Regions from separate parts of the Sus scrofa genome. Here region 2 is linked to region 1. The links are chromatin contacts, called in public HiChIP or PLAC-seq maps. All regions are on one chromosome and are shown on one strand. Each heading gives the region's core, a stretch centred on a gene start, on an enhancer-like site or on the middle of the called end of the contact. The rest is flanking DNA. Distances are from core to core; before and after follow the strand shown. Region 1 holds the start of KATNAL1 (katanin p60 ATPase-containing subunit A-like 1). Region 2 holds the start of HMGB1 (high mobility group box 1).

What was found. HiChIP or PLAC-seq counts read pairs in DNA pulled down with a chosen protein or histone mark.
Region 2: a contact with region 1 is called in an H3K27ac HiChIP or PLAC-seq map of skeletal muscle. The contact joins the promoter of HMGB1 here to the promoter of KATNAL1 in region 1. A contact is called at or near these places in 1 of 5 promoter capture datasets (liver), 5 of 47 Hi-C or Micro-C datasets (embryonic fibroblasts, mesenteric adipose tissue, omental adipose tissue and 2 more) and 2 of 2 datasets of contacts at active chromatin or transcription factors (alveolar macrophages and skeletal muscle).

Annotation. Positions count from the first base shown.
Region 1 is chr11:7,062,505-7,065,754 of Sscrofa11.1, reverse strand. It overlaps KATNAL1 (katanin p60 ATPase-containing subunit A-like 1), which reads left to right and starts at 1,584. Exons shown (of 13, transcript XM_021065541.1): 1 at 1,584-1,730.
Region 2 is chr11:7,197,682-7,200,943 of Sscrofa11.1, reverse strand. HMGB1 (high mobility group box 1) reads left to right here and starts at 1,421. Exons shown (of 4, transcript NM_001004034.1): 1 at 1,421-1,578; 2 at 1,789-1,934; 3 at 2,428-2,602. The coding sequence starts at 1,429.

The DNA of each region.
Region 1 (3,250 bases), core at 335-2,834:
GGTGACCCCGACTGAAGGCTGGATGACACACACAGCAGCTTGCTATTTTCAATCATAATTTCTCCAGAGACAGTTACTACCAAAAACGACAGGTCAGAAACCCCTCCTTCCTCCTCCTTTCCCTTAAACCTCTAGCGTCCGTTCCCTGCTCTGCATATCCTGAAGACTGAACTGTGGTCGCTATTAGAGTCTACAACTCTAATAATGGTAACTAGTATTTCACTGTTTTTTGGAGGGTAAATTTACCTACGGTGAAATGTACCAATCTTAATTGTAGCATTTCCTGAGTTTTGACAAACGCAGACACCCCTGTACAGCCCAATCCCTAAGCAAGGTACAGGGCTTTTCCATCACCACGGAAAAATTCCCTCTTCAGCCAAACCCCACCCTCAGCTCCGGCCTCCCACCTTCTGGCTCGTCTCACCGATGGGTTAAAGAACTAATATTTAAAAGTTACTGTTAAATGCCAGGCTTTGTTCTGGAAAGCTTCATCAGTATCAGTGCTTTTCTTTCTCACAAGCACTGTGAACTAGATTATTATCTCCACGTTGCAGATTAAAACGCTGAGCATCACTGCCCCCAGGTCTCAGCTACCAAGTGTAGTGGCAGGTAGGGGACTAAGAAGTGGGTTTTAGAAACCCCTGCTCTTAACCTCAGTTCAGACTATGGTGCATCTCCGCGATGGGTCATGGCCAGTCCACAAACGATTAAAGAAATATTATAGCTCAAAATTCAACTGAAGTCTCAGCCCCCCCCCCCCCGAATAATGCGTTGTATTTTACTAAATGGTTCATTTCTATCCTACTCAGAAAATGGCAGAAAGGGGGTGTGAAAAACTGCAAATTCGGTTTTACTGGTGAAACACTCCAAAAGAGGTGGCTTGGGTTCAAACAAGCCATAGGGCCTGGCCAGTGGGGGATGCCCAGAGGAGGATGGGCGGCGGGGGAGGGCCTGGACCAGCGACCTTTAAAGAGCCGGGCGCTGCTCCTTCCTCTGACGCCACAAGCATCCTCTCAGAATAGAGCAGGCATCGACGCGCGGGCGGAGGGGACGGACACGCGCCCTGCCACGGGGATTGGACGCTGCGGCGCAGGGCTCATCGGCGGTAAGAGAGCGCAATTCGTCACCGTCCTCCTCAATGTCACGCTCTCCCTCCGCTCCCAGACGCACCCTCGCGCCTCCCTGCCCCCGCACCCGGGCGGGTTCCCAGGCTCCTCCCTGGAGCTGACTCCAAGCCCCCGATTTCCTCCCCCGCCCCGCCGTGCGGACCACAGCTGCCATGGCAACCGTACGCCGCCGCCGCCACCGCCTCTCCACGCACGTCGCGAACTAACGGACTCCGCGGCGGCTGCGGCCTGTGCCCCACCCCCACCCCACCTGCCCCGCAGCAAAACGGTCGGCCGACCTGCGGCACCTAGGTAATGAATCTGAGGGAGACGGGCGCCAGCAAGCCAGCCCGTGGTGAGGTCCCCGGGTTGAAAGTCCCTCCCCGGCCCCCGCCTCAGCAGACCCGGGGGCAGTGCGCGGCGGGACAGGCAGTGCGTGCCGGCGGGAGGGGGAGCGCCGCGGGGCGCGGAGCACTATGGGGATTGTAGTTCGGCGGCTCCTCAGGCTTGTGGCCTGGTGGGGCGGCCTGGATGGGCGGCCTACAGAGCCCGGCGGCCCCGACGACTGAGAAAGACCGATAAAGTTTGAGCGGAGCCGGAGAGGGACCAGTCTCTCTCTTTGTGGTGAGGGGGCTTGTGGGGGGTCGCGGAACGGCGTTCTGAGCGCTGGGAAGGGGAAGCGGAGGCGAGACCTGGCCTTTTCGCCCTCCTTTCGGCCCGCCCCGACTGCAGCGTTGGCCCCACCCCGGCCGGGCCGCCGCCCCGAGTAGCCTCGGGGAAGAGCGGCCGCCCGGCTGCTGCAGGGCCTCGGGCCTTCGGCACCTCTCATCCTCCCAGGTTGCTGCCTCGCGGTGCAGAACCGTAGGTATGGCACACTTTTGCTGGGAGACCTGGAAAACTGTTTTAACAGGCTTTTCTCCTTTTCCTGATACGTTTATTTCTAGGTATTTGATCAGTTTCACTCTGAAGCAGTTCAGAGGTGTTTGCATTAATTAAACCCTCTGATTAATAATTACTCAAAGGGCAGTAATATTTAAAGGTTAAATGTAGAAGTGGATGAAAGGTACAGTGCTGATAGATAGTAGTGTCTGATATTTTTACCGTGTTGCATTTTGCATTTTATTTATTGAGTCAAGATTACAAAATGAGAACCCCTTCCACCCCCCCCAGCTTAAACACTGCCAGCACACATTTTGATTCCATCTTAAAGGTTACATTAAATTACTAGTGTTTTTCAAAGTGTAGACTTTTTATTTTTTTTCTTTTTAAGCAGTAGTGATAAATATTTTCTTTGACTAGCCCAGTGTTCTCAGGAGAATAAAAAACACCTTTTTCTTTCTTCCTCCCTCCCCCTTCCTTCCTTTTTCTTTTCTTTCCTTTTTTCTAATGCTCTGGAATACACCTTGGCTCCTAAAGTTTGCTCAGGCCGTGATAGTAAGGAAAATTAACTCTGAAACAGATTTAGAAAACCTGCCTTGTCTACCTTTTAAAATTTTTCAATAGGTAGATAAGCATCCTAGAAATTTGGTATTTTTGCAATAGTATGTTGGGAAATAGCTGATGTGGGCTTATTTTATGTGTGTGATTTAGACAAGAAAACATAAGGCCACTATAAAATTCCTTTTCTCTTGATTAAATGAAGCTGGTCTCTATAAACTTAAAGTAGCGATTTTGTATGAGGAGATTAAAAAGTAGGTTTAATAAGGTCACTAGAAAAAAAATCAGCGCTTTGTGTTATACAGTATAGGGGTTTGAAGTATTTTATTTATTCATTTAAAATTTAAGGACCTGTTGTGTGCCAGGTATTGTGCCAGATTGTGGAATAAAGAGATGCTAGAAGATAATCTGTGCCCTGCATGGGCAAACGGCCATGTCACATCATCAGTGTGATAGAGCTCGTGTAAGTTGCTATACCCCCCAGAGTGTGAACACATAGTAATGTCATGGTAATATGTATTGAGTACTTACTCTGTGGGAGGCACTCTGCCACATGTTTTGGATGTAGCCCCTTATTTAATCCTTAATCCTTGCGAAGTAGCTGTTATTTAGAGATGAGGAAACAGCCTTAGAGACCTTGCCCAAAGTCATCAGTGTGAACCTGGGGTTTCAACCCAGGTGAGTCTAATTCATCTAAATCATAATCT
Region 2 (3,262 bases), core at 172-2,671, 140 kb before region 1:
CAGCAGTTCCGAGGCAACTTTTTTTTTCCTCTTCTCGCAGCCCCGCGTCCTCCGTGCGGGGGCGGCGGGCCGCGCGGGCCGCGCGGAGGGAGACGGGGAGCGGCGGGTCGGGGGCGCCTCCCGGGGCGCCCCCCCCCCCGCGACGGGGGGAGGGGGAGGGTCCGGCGCGCGCCCCCCGCCCCTCCCCCCGGCCGTCATGGCCGAGTGTGTGCGCCAGAGCGCGGCGCGCACCCCGCCCGCCTGCTCGCACTCACACACACACTCACACGCTCACACACATACACACACACACACAAAGGGAAGGAGCCATATTCTCGCTCGCGCTCGCCCTCGCGGCGGCGGCGGCGGCGCAGGCGGGGAAGACGCGCAGCGGCCATTCCGTGCGCGCCGGGCCCGGCGGCCGCGGGCGGAGCCAGCCCCCATTTCGAGCGGGGCTGCTCCCTCCGCCGAGCTGACAAAATGGGGGAGGCCGGCGGGCCTGCGCGGGGAGGCGGGCGGGCGCACGTGGCGGCCCCGCGCGCGGCGCCGGCCTGGAGGCCGGGCCGAGGCCCCGCCGCCCCGGGCGGCCTCCCCTCGCTGCCCCGAAGTTGGCGGGCGGGGGGCCCCAGTGGCGGGAAGGTGTGCAGAGCCCGCCCCGCGCGCGCCCCAACTTTCACGGCTTTAAAAAAACACTCCCCTGGTGGTGGGGGGGGAGCGAGCTGTGAGCAGGAGTGGCTTTTGTCCCTCATCCTTGTTTACTCGAAGAAACTTCAGACCGGACGTGTTTAGTCAGAACTGAAATACATCTCGGGGCCAAAGCGATAGGAAGCTGCCTGGCGGTGGCAGCCGCGCAAATAGCACCGCCACCCCCAGCCTGGGTCCGAGCGCCGGAGCTTCCCCTTGCTCCCTCCTCCTAGCAAAGTTTTGTGCCAGAGAATATTTTAAAGTAATCCTTGGGAAAACTTTAGATGGGCGGTGATTTTGGCCCGTGATTTGGAAAGGTCTACTCACGTTGGCTCTTACCTATTTATTCCTTACGTGGTGCAGATCCATGTATCGGAAGCATTACTTTTCTGACCTTCAGTTTTGTTTGATTTTTAAAATCGTTTTTTTACCTTTAAATTTTTTTTTTTAGTGACTGGTTGGGTATTCGTCCAGAACAGATTTAGGCAGACAAGTAATAAATGCTGTATGAGTATACCCTTGTGTCTATACTTTTTTTCAGATCACACTGAAGAACCGTTTTTTGCTTGGTGTGGCCTTTTCTAGGAATTGGCTATCACTGCCATTTTCTTGCTTGATATTATGAGGGGTTAATGCCATTGCTGTATTAAATAACCAGTGCCTTGCTTTTTTTTCATTCACTCCCCAAGTGAAAATGCTCTTAGGTACCATAAATTTCATTCTTAACACCAATATTTAAATTTTTTTTTAGAAAAATAATTAAACATGGGCAAAGGAGATCCTAAGAAGCCAAGAGGCAAAATGTCATCATATGCATTCTTTGTGCAAACTTGCCGGGAGGAGCATAAGAAGAAGCACCCAGATGCTTCAGTCAACTTCTCAGAGTTTTCTAAGAAGTGCTCAGAAAGGTGGAAGGTAAGAGGGCTTAAGACCAACTAAGGTAATAAAGAGTGAAGTCTAACTGGAATTTTTTTTTAAAAGCCTCAGTACAATTTGCATAATGCCAGTGGTGATAGAGCAGGCTACTAAATAGTCAAGGACACTGGTTTAATTCATTTTAATACTTAGGACATTTTATTAAAATTTCATTATCAACTTAAGTTTACCAATTTGTTTTTTCTGTAGACCATGTCTGCTAAAGAGAAAGGAAAATTTGAAGACATGGCAAAGGCGGACAAGGCCCGTTATGAAAGAGAAATGAAAACTTACATACCTCCTAAAGGGGAGACAAAAAAGAAGTTCAAGGATCCCAATGCACCCAAGAGGCCTCCGTAAGTAACTTGCCTGTTTTTATTTTCAAGAAGCGTTGTGTGGTAGAATCAGACAAATTTAGCAAGTCACCTTGTGGATTTGGAGCCTGTAATGAGAGTTTCGTAGCTGATATTTTCTTATTGGTATATTTAAATACTGTAAATAAAACTTGGATGGCCCGTTTTAGCCAGAGTAGTGCAATTAGATACTGGCTTTCTTCACCCAATATATCTGAATGTAATTCTGGTCTCATTCTTTTATTTCTTGAGGAATATCCAACTGAAATAATGTTCAGAATGTTCTTTTGGAACTCTTAGCAATAATCAATAGTATATGTTCACTTAGTATCATAAGTTAATTATGTAATTAAGCTTTGGTTATGAGGTGTATTTAACCTGTTATGATATTTGTACCCTGTCAAATGCATGGTAAAAAATTAGAAGCAACTTCTACATAGCAATACAATGTACTTGTTTGAAACTCGTAGTTTTAAAATTGAATTTCTCTTTTTAGTTCGGCCTTTTTCTTGTTTTGTTCTGAGTATCGTCCAAAAATCAAAGGAGAGCATCCTGGCCTATCCATTGGTGATGTTGCAAAGAAACTGGGAGAGATGTGGAATAACACCGCTGCAGATGACAAGCAGCCTTATGAAAAGAAGGCTGCTAAGCTGAAGGAGAAGTACGAAAAGGTAGGAAGTATGGATTTGCTTGGTGTAGTCCTGAAAGGGTATGCCAGATGTTAGATGAATGACTACACTTGATACTTAATCTTAATTTCCTGTTTTATGGTTTCTAAGAGTTTGAGGTGTGATGCAGTTTTTAGTGTAACAGTTGTTCAGTATGCCATTGGCTGTGGTCTTAAGTCCCTTTCCATCTTTCAAAGAATATAGAAGGTCAAATATGTTATTAATGTTGTTTGACTTAACGTAATTTGACACAGGCATAGGCTGCCTACCTTTATGCTGGTTTGTTATTCTCCAGTATGTAGATTGATAAAAATTTTGGTAGTCACTTTTTTGAGTCAAGCAATTTTTATTTTTTAAGTGGTCAGACCCACAGAAATAGGTTGGGCAAAATAATATAGATCTGTATATTTGATAAACACCCTGAGACATGTATGTTGCTTCCCTTAGATTAAAAGAAAAAACTATTAAGTTAGAAAGTTTGTTGATCTGTACATTAAGTTGATATAAGAAAGAAAAAGTTATAGCACTTTATACTTTGAATTGAAATACTAAGTTAGACTTTAGCTCATTTAGTCATTCTGGAGAAATGTGTCCATTTTTAGGTGTGTCTTAACGTAATTGTATGCCCAGTGGCAAATCACCTTTTTTTTTTTTTTTTTCTCC